2 separate regions of the Mus musculus genome follow, and region 1 is linked to region 2. Evidence: chromatin contacts called from public promoter capture Hi-C data. All regions are on one chromosome and are shown on one strand. The core of a region is the stretch at or near the end of the contact, and the rest is flanking DNA. Distances in the headings are between cores, read along the strand shown.

Region 1 (4,793 bases), core at 1,010-3,509, 320 kb before region 2:
AGACTGAGCTGAGCTTTTGCTCCAGGCTGTTTCCCAGTTCTCCTTCTCACTGTAGTTGTTTTAAAACTTATGGGATAAACAACAGTGACCTCTGAGAAACATTCCCCTTCTGGCTTTTCTCAAGGACAGTGTTTTACCAGGCCTGTTTTGCTATTCTCGTCCCTCCCTGTCACAGAGTTAAGAGGGCAGCCCATACCCAGACAAGGGACCTTAGAGGACACTTGAAGACCATCATGCTCAGGTCTGAAAATGTGAGGCAGGGCAATCCCATGGCTAAGGCCTGTTTTTATTTCTTTGAGACAGTTTGTTATGTGGTTGGGAGGTGTACCCTTAAATCCACTGTGTGACCCAAGTTGGCCTCAAACTTGTGATCCTCCTGCCTCCTAAATGCTGGGATTACAGGCATGTGCCAACAAGCCCAGACCATATAATGCTGAAGATCAAATCAGGTCCTTATGAATGCTGGGTAAATACTGTATGGACAGAGTGACACCCCTAGCCTGTTTTGTTTTCAGTTAGAATCTCTTAAGGCAGCTCCCCTACCCAGGTTCACTTCATTTTTTATTTTTTAATTTTTTGGGGGGTGGGGGGTGGGGGAAAATGGTAGGTGGAGTTCAGATGTAATCTCCTGGAACTGAAATAAGATGAGACAGAAAGCAGGCATTGTATTGCTCTCCAGTAATCCAAGGACATTGCTTCAAACTTAAAGACAGTCTGGGTCTATTTAGCAAGCTCCAGACCAAGGCTTATAATGAGTCCAGATCTTATCGAAACAAACAGAAGGTGAGGAGGATAGGGCTGAGGAGGAAGGGGGGAGGAGGAGGAGGAGGAGGAAGAGGAAGAGGAAGAGGAGGAAAAGGAAGCTAAGGATATATAGCTCAGCCATAAAGTGCTTGCCTGACTCATAATTTCATTTAGTTTCATTTTCTTTTCTTCCTCTTCCCACCATTTTCTCTCTTTGCACCATTTTCTCTCTTTTTCAAGTAAGCCAGGCTGATCTTGAACACCTGATTCCCCCTGCCTCCACTTCCCAAATGCTGCATTATAGTCATGAACCACCACACTGACCTATAGCTTCCTAGACTGTGAGTGGAGACCCCCTATGGACACCTAAGTGATTGTATGGGTGTGCAAGACATTTGGTGGCAGCAGAAGTTTTCTGGACACGCAGACTCCAAAACCGAATTCAAAGTCAAACATGAAATGAATCTGACGTGTTTCTGACCACATGTGCCTGTGTTGTATCACGGGCCTCGGTAGTCTTGCTTTTGAACACATGGCACGCTAGTGTACTACCGTGCATGCCGTCAGGCCACAGTAGCACATCTATAGAGTGTATTATGTTAGAATGTTTGCTTTGTTGTCGTCCTGGCTGAACCGGAATTTACTATGTAGATCAGGCTAGCCTCAAACTCATGCCTATTCTTCTTGGGTGCTGGGATTAAAGGTGTTTACCACTATACCCATAGGACATTTGCTTTTTTTTTTTTTTTTTTTTTCGAGACAGGGTTTCTCTGTGTAGCCCTGGCTGTCCTGGAACTCACTCTGTAGACCAGGCTGGCCTCGAACTCAGAAATCCGCCTGCCTCTGCCTCCCGAGTGCTGGGATTAAAGGCGTGCGCCACCACGCCCGGCGGACATTTGCTTTTTTAAAGTGTTATTTGTGTTGTTGACTTAAGTTTTATTGAAAGAAAGAAAGAGAGAGAGAGAGAGAGAGAGAGGAAGGAAGGAAGGAAGGAAGGAAGGAAGAAAGAAAGAAAGAAAGAAAGAAAGAAAGAAAGAAAGAAAGAAAGAAAGAAAGAAAGAAAGATAGATCATTGAATGATAGATCAGGTATGAAGGCATCTATCTTTAACCCCAACACTCAGGAGCAAAGGCAGTCAGTTTTCTGTGAATTGAAGACCAGCCTGGTCTAAATAGCAAATTCCAGGTCAGTCAAAAGTACATGGTAAGATCCTGTCTCCAAAGTAAATAAATGACCATTGACTAAATTTTAGCTTAAGATTAGGATAGAATTTCTAACAATTTTTGAAATTGCCATTTTGTAGTATGTATTATACAAAATGTCATCTCAGCGTTGACAACTAAAAAAAAAATCAAAATATCAGTCAGCTGTGAAAAACAGGAAGCTACTCTATGCCCTGGAGTATGAAATATTCAGCCAAAGGGACGTGGCTCGGTTGGTGGAGTACTGGAAGCCATCCCCAGTGCCATAAACACTGGGAGCAGCAACACATGCCTGCAGCCCCAGAATCAGGGATGCAGAGACAAGATCAGAATTTCACATTCATTCTCAGCTAAGCAAGTACTCTATTACCACAGCTGCATCCCAACCCTCTAGTTCAAGGTCAGCCCCAGCTAAGATAAACAGTATAATAAAATAGAAAGCAGTCAAAGGTAGTCAAAGTTCCTTTCATATCAGTATGTCCTCCTGTTTGTTTATTTTGAGATGGAATCTTTCTCTGGAGTCTGGGCTGGCCTCACACTCACAGAGATCTTCCTGTCTCTGCCTCCGTAGTGCTGGGACTAAAAGTGTGTGCCACCAGGCCCTCCCTCTCTTGTTTATTTTTGGGGAATTGTCTTAAGTCGCTCTTTGTTGCTGAGAGAAAACACGCAAGCAGGGAAACCTGAAGGTTTAATTTCACTTGAGCTTCAGAGGCCTAAAATCCATGTTGGCAGAATGAAGGGTGATTGAAAGTCACATCTGGAACCCGGAACAAAGAGGAAGAGAGAGAACATTAGGGAGGGTGGGGGATTTTACTTTTTTTTTTTTTTTTCTTCAAGACAAGGTTTCTTTCTCTGTATAGGCCTGGCTGTCCTGGAAATCACTTTGTAGACCAGGCTGTCTTCGAACTCAGAAATCTGCCTGCCTCTGCCTCCCGAGTGCTGGGATTAAAGGCATGTGCACCATGCCCGGCAAAAGATTTTTTTTATTATATGTAAGTATGGACATGGTGGTACACGACTTTAATCCCAGCACTCAGGAGGCAGAGGCAGGCAGATTTCTGAGTTCGAAGACAGCCTGGTCTACAAAGTGATTTCCAGGACAGCCAGGGCTACACAGAGAAACCCTGTCTCGAAAAACCTAAAAAAAAAAAAAAAAAAGATATGTAAATACACTTTAGTTGTCTTCAGACACACTAGAAGAGGGCATCAGATCTCATTATGGATAGTTGTGAGCCACCATGTTGTTGCTGGGATTTGAACTCAGGACCTTCAGAAGAGCTGTCAGTGCTCTTAATTGCTGAGCCATCATTCCAGCCCAGTGGGAGGCTTTTGAAACCCCCTGACCCACCCCCAATGACACACCTCCTCCAACAAGGCTACATCTCTTAAGCCTTCCCAGTTTCACCAGCTGGGGACCAACTGTTCAAACTTGAGCCAATGGGACCTGTTGTCATTCGAACCACATGAGAATGCTTGGCTGGAGTCAGAAATGCCACCTGAAAGCTCTCATGCACAGGCTTGGCTGCTGATCTTTAGGAAGTGACAAGATCTTTTTTTTTTTTTTTTGGTTTTCAAGACAGGGTTTCTCTGTATAGCCATGGCTGTCCTGGAACTTGCTTTGTAGACCAAGCTAGCCTCGAACTCAGAAATCCACCTGCCTCTGCCTCCCAAGTGCTGGGATTAAAGGCGTGTGCTACCACCACCCAGCCTAAGTGACTAGATCTTAAGGACTCTGACTTCATACATAGATTAATCAACTGGTAGTTGTAATTTTTAATGTTTTTAAACCTTTTTTTTAATGGTAGTTCATAAATGCTATAACCTCTCTTGTAGCCCACCACCTACCCGAGGTAGTGGGAAAGAAAGGATATGTTTAGAAAAATTCCCTGGGGCAACTCCTGTCTGTGTTGTCTGGAAATCGGCAGTTCAGTTCAAGGGTCAGCAGCAGCAGCTCGAGCCACTTGCAAACACTTCATGAATACATAGTTTGATAGTCCAGTTTGATAGAGTTGGGATATTAACACGCAGTGGTGGCACTACCTAGCAGAGACAGCCAGGCCTCAGCTTTGGCACGAGTCAGCAGGAGGGACTAGCAGGAAAGCCAGGAGAAGTTCTCCACATACACCCAGAAACAACAGTACCAATGGACCCAAACCTCTTTCACCATACTGGAAACAGCCTGAAACTCACTCCGTACACCAGGATAACTCACTCTGAAGACCAGGCTGGCCTCAGATCTGCCTGCCTCTACCTCCTGAGTTTTGACCACAGGCCAAAACCTCTGTAATCAAGAACATTAGTTCCTAACTCAATTTGAGTCCTCAGGTATTATGTCCCCTCAGGGGGAAGGACTGTCTGTCACCCTAGGAAAGGCCTTCCTTAGCCTACCTCTGGGAGCTACACCACACACAGGCCTGGATTTATTTGCTAGGGTGATGGAGAAAGAAGGACCTGTGTTGTGCATAAGGGTTGGTCTTCGTTTTGTATTACCCAAGCTTTAGATTTCCTGAGGTGATTATCTGTGATTAAAAAGTAGAGATAGAGGCTTGGGATGCAGCTCTGGGAGTAGAGTACTTGCTTAGCATGCGCAAAGCCCTAGGCTAGCTCCTGGCATGTAGTAAAACCAAGCATGGGGCACAGGCTTGTAATCCTAGCATTCATGTGCCGGAATCAGAAAGACCAGAAGTTCAAAATCAAAGCTCAAATGTAAGAAGTATGTGTGTGTGTGTGTGTGTGTGTGTGTGTGTGTGTGTGTGTGTGTAAGTGTGTGTAAGTGTGTGTAAGTGTGTGTTAAGTATATGTCAGAAGACAACTTTGGGGGGTGTGTTCTCTCCTTCTACACTGAGT
Region 2 (4,816 bases), core at 1,737-4,236:
TCAGTGGTCAAGAGCACTGGCTGCTTTTGCAGAGGACTGGGGTTTGGTTCCCAGAACCTGCATGGAGGCTCACATCTTCTGTAACTCCAGTTCCAGGGGATCTGGTGACCACTACTTCTGGCCCCTGAGGGCACTCAAGGCATGTGGTGCACAGGCACGGAAGCCAAAGCCCTCCCACATATCGGTAAAAGTGAATATATCTTCAAAAAGCAAATAATCTTATTTACAAATGGCTCAAAGAGCTACTGTTTTTCTTTGAGACAGGGTCTCATTAATGTAACCCAGCCTGGTCTCAAATGCTCAATCCTCCTGCCTCATTTTCTCGTGTGCTGGATTACAGGCCCATGTTGCCACCCCTGGCTTGGGTTGAAGACCTGCACAGACATTCCTCAAAAGGAGGATACACACATGGCAAATGGTATGAAAAACAGGCGTTTAACTTATTATCGGGAAAATGCAAACCCACAGTGGGGTACTGTGTCACCGTTAGAATAGCTAATTAAATGAATCCCAATCCCAGGCGGAGCAAGCTTACTCCTATAACAATTCTAGCACTCAGAAGGCCAGGGCAGGAAGCCTGTCACATATTCAAGGCTAGTGAGGGATAGCTACATAATGAACTCCAGACAAGCCTGGGCTTCTTCCGAGTGTGATCCTATTTCAGAAAACAAACAAATGAAGGACAGAAAAAAAGAAATGGGGGTGTAAGCCCAGCACTTGGGGAGGCTGAGGAAGACCAGCCTCAGCGACATGAGACTTTGCATCAAACAAAGGAGTAAGCAACAAAGGTGGGTCAGCGGTTAAGAGCAGTACTGATGCTCTTTCAAGGTCCCAGGTTTGAATCCCAGCACCCACATGGCAGCCCCCAGACTTCTGTAATCCCAGGACCAGGGATTCTGACACCTTCTTCTGTCCTCCACTGCCACCAGACACAAAAGTGGTACACGTACATACATGCAGGCAAAACGTGCACACACGTAAATTGAAAAATAAGCCGGGCACTGGTGGCAAGTGCCTTACCTCTAGCACCTGAGAGGCAGAGGCAGGGAGACTAGGTGAGTTCAAGGCCAGCCTGATCTACATATCCTGTTCCAGGCCAATAGCTCTGTCTCAAACAGAACAACCACAAGAAAAGAAGTCGACCAACTGATTGACTGGTTGACTGATCTGACCAAGCCGTGTAACTTAAAAGACACTCACATGACCACCATTGCTGTTACCTACCCCAGTGGGTCCTCTAAAGGACCGAACAAAAAAAATTTTTTTTTTTTCAGAAAATCTATTACTGTCATCAGGAAAGGTCCCGTTAACAGGAACGGTTGTGATCATTACTATAAGGGAGACAGTGGAAAGACAGATGGCAGCAGGAAGCCATGAGAGAGGAGCAGCTCAAAGGGGGAAACACCAGAGGTTGGTGAGTTAGGGAGGGGGGAGAGGAGTGGGGAGCAACTGGAATTAGGCAGCTGGAAGCACTGTCAGCCAGAGAACTCCCAGTGAAGGGTTTGTGTCTCACCTGTTAGAGATCACAATGAGTTTATGTTTCAAATATTTCCTCTGTTCTTCAAAATTAACTGTGGGGAGACAGACAGGAGATGGGAGAGATCAATTTGCTGGTCACACAGGTCAGCGCTCCCCTATTGCAAGACGGTCCTGACAAGGTTACCTCCTTACTGCACACTCTGTATAGCCCTGTCCTGCGTGTGAAGGGAGGGAGCCGAATCTATCAATATCTGACAACACTTTCATTCTAGGAAGGATGTATGTTAAAGACCCCAACCTTTTTCCTGGTAGTAACACCCAAAAGCTTCGTCCCGAGGGATTCGGGGATAGAGGAAGCGGAGTGGGTTCTCGGGGATGTTCTCTTCGGCAAGAACCTGGTAGTGGCGGATGATCTCTGTCAGTGGGAGTGACTGTAACACTTCCTTGGTGTAGGGCTGCACTGAGTAGATTTCGACTTTATCTGAAGGACATAGTGTGGTAACATGAAGTGAGTGAGACTAGGCCCGGGGTTCCCAGACCAAACAGACACCGACCCCAAACAGACACCACCCCCACTCCAAGAGCGGACCTAGGGTCAGGGTGGGAGGGTCCGTATGGGGTGCCTGGCAGAAAGCAGACTGCAGGAATGGTACGGGGGAGGGTGCTGACCGTCATCCTGGTGCTCCACCCAAGAACAAGTAATGCCCCCTTCAGAAGTTTCACTGAAGCGCAGTAGGAAGGTGCCAGACAACATCTTCTTCAGCAGTCTGCGTTCCTGGTTGCGGCTCACAAAGCCCATGATGCGCCTGGAGCAGAGTAGACAGACTGAGGAGAGCACCCAGGTGAGGGGTGAGGAGATGGCTCTGCAGCGAAAGGTACCTCACGCCAGCCTGGTTGCCTGAGTTCAATCTCTAGGACCCACATGGTGGAAGGAGAGAACCGACCCCTGTAAGCTATACTCTGACCTCCACATGCACTCGGGTGTGCGCAGGCAGGCGCTCCCACGTGCACACACAGACAGACAGACAGACAGACACACAAAATAAATACATAAAAATATAATAGGGTTGGGCATAGGAGTGAATGCCTTTAATCCCAGCGCTTGGGAGGCAGAGGAAAGCGTAGACAGACAAATGTGGTCTACACAGCAAGATCCAGGACTGTCAGCCAGAGCCACATAATAGAGACATACTGACACACCTCCGCGCCTCCACTCGTGCCCCCCACCCCGCCCCCACAACTCTGTCCATTGATCGAGGAGTTCCCAATTTCTCTAAGCGTGTTTCCTCATGGAACTGAAGGTGGAAGTACTCCGCCACTCAGTGTGGTCAGAGGGGTTGCGCGAACAGAAGCACCCTGCAGGCTCCAGGCTCTGCAACACAGTGGATGCTTGACAAATTCAGACCACAACTGCTATTACTAATGGGGACTTGCACCGTATTGGGTTGGGTTTTTGTTTTTGTTTTTTTGTTGTTGGTTTTTTTTCTTTCCCTTGTGCCACCAGGGGGCGCCCAAAGTGCAGTCCTGAGCTCAGTTAAGGAAATCGACGCCAGGCCTTACCCATCCTTCCAGAGATCCTTCAGGTGGTCGTGCACCAGCTCCAGAATTTTGTCCAGCCAGGTCCAGAAAGGGATCTTACCAGGGGGGCTCTCTCGCTGAAGGAGGAACAGAGAGGCAGGAAGGGATGTGGAGCTGCCCGTGGTGGGGGGAAGGGAAGAGGTGTGCCCAGTGTTTGGACCGGGGACTAGCGGGACACAGGCTGCAGGGTGTTACCTTGCAAAAGTCTACCCAGGACAACAGCGCATCCTCCATCTTGCAGCTCTTTCCTGTGGATCAGAGTCACAGACGGATGACTGAAGGAGGCCAAGGCCAGGCAGAGGACTCTGGTAGGGGCAAGCCAAGGCTAGGGAATGACCAAAAAGAAAAACCGTACCAAACAGCTTGGTTCTCAGCATGCCCAGCTGCTCAGAATCGAGGCCTCGGCCAACGTAAGAGGAGAACTGCCAGCTGAGCACAGGTCCCAGCAAACTCCAGGGGGCTTTCGGAGCTTGGCAGAAGAACTGCTGGTTCTGCAGGGTTCAGGTGAGCCGGCTCAGAAGCAGCCCTTCCTGCGACCTCTGCCCCTCACCCGCTCGCCGCCTCCGCTGCTGCCGCCTCCTCCTCCTCCTACCTTGGGATTTGGGCTGAGCATGTTGAACCAGAGAATGGAGGCCCAGGCAATGGAGAGTTGGTTCATGTTAGAAATAATCACAACAGGGAGAGTGTCCGTCTGGGAGGAAGACCGGAGTTATGGTGGAGAACGGGATGTTTATAACTGCAGGCATCTGCGTCCGTGCGTGGGCAAGGACACCCACTCCAGGACGCTTCTGTTGGTGCCCTCCTTGACCCTTCCTCTAAATCTGCTGCCTCTCTCGCTCCCCGCTTCCCGTCACTCACCTGCAGCTTCATCTTCAGACCCTGGTACACGTACTCAACCACGAAGCTGATGACATGTAACTCCTCTGTCACTGCCAGCGGCCCCTGAGGGGTCACAGTGATCAGAGCCTGTTGAGTCCCTGGCCTCAGCTCACCGCTCCAGTGACCCGCCAGCCTTACCTTGTTGCCCTTTCCTGCACCCACAGCGCGTTGCTCCACCAGAGTCTGCGAATTCAGGAAACACAACGTCAGGGAAGGGACCCAGAGGCCAAGGCCTGGAAATGCCCCAGCTCCTGCTCCTCCGGATTAGACTCCAATTTTTTTTTAGTTTGTTTGTTTTTGTTTTGTTTTAGTTTTGGTTTTGGTTTTTCGAGACAGGGTTTCTCTGTGTAGCCCTGGCTGTCCTGGAAATCACTCTGTAGACCGGGCTGGCCTCAAACTCAGAAATCCGCCTGCCTCTGCCTCCCAAGTGCTGGGATTAAAGGCGTGCGCCACCACGCCCGGCTTAGACTCCAATTCTTACCCTTCTTACCAAGAAGCCGAAGTCCCAAATTAAGCCCTGTCTCTGGCCCTCCTCCGGGGTCAAGGTTTTTTGGTTTGAGGTCAGAATGTTGAACTTCCGGAAGCTGTTCCAGGGAGAAAATATGTGGAGACAAAGAGCAGTGTTAGTGTCTTCGTTTCTCTCTCTTTCTTTCCTTATTTCTTTGTGTAGCCCAGGCTGGCCTTGTATTTCCCTACATTTCTCTTGCCCCTTTGCTCTGAAGTACTGAAAGTTCTGGTGTGTTCCACCATGGCTTGCTCAGAGTTAGTTTTTAAAAACAGCAGGAAAGGGATAGTGGGTTGACTCAGCAAGTAAATGGGCTTGCGGACAAGTTTGAAGACATGAGTTCGATTCCCAGAACTCCATGGTGGAAGGAGAGAG

The links. Capture Hi-C pulls out chosen DNA fragments and counts their contacts.
Region 1: a promoter capture Hi-C map of liver shows a contact between it and region 2. The contact joins two enhancer-like sites. A contact is called at or near these places in 1 of 39 promoter capture datasets (pre-B cells), 1 of 115 datasets of contacts at active chromatin or transcription factors (embryonic stem cells) and 1 of 9 other capture datasets (liver).

What each region holds. Positions count from the first base shown.
Region 1 is chr10:128,600,242-128,605,034 of GRCm38.p6, reverse strand. No RefSeq gene overlaps it. Among named protein-coding and RNA genes, the nearest start is that of Erbb3, 13 kb to the right of the region's middle. Within about 2 kb of position 2,259, at least 18 of the 459 cell types and tissues checked have an H3K27ac peak or open chromatin away from gene starts, as enhancers often do. A contact at or near this core is called in liver, where this site is marked.
Region 2 is chr10:128,282,416-128,287,231 of GRCm38.p6, reverse strand. It overlaps Stat2 (signal transducer and activator of transcription 2), which reads right to left. Exons shown (of 24, transcript NM_019963.2): 13 at 4,427-4,520; 14 at 4,075-4,119; 15 at 3,916-3,999; 16 at 3,650-3,748; 17 at 3,413-3,548; 18 at 3,253-3,305; 19 at 3,040-3,134; 20 at 2,149-2,285; 21 at 1,778-1,960; 22 at 1,514-1,571. Among named protein-coding and RNA genes, the nearest start is that of Il23a, 13 kb to the left of the region's middle. Within about 2 kb of position 2,986, at least 25 of the 459 cell types and tissues checked have an H3K27ac peak or open chromatin away from gene starts, as enhancers often do. A contact at or near this core is called in liver, where this site is marked.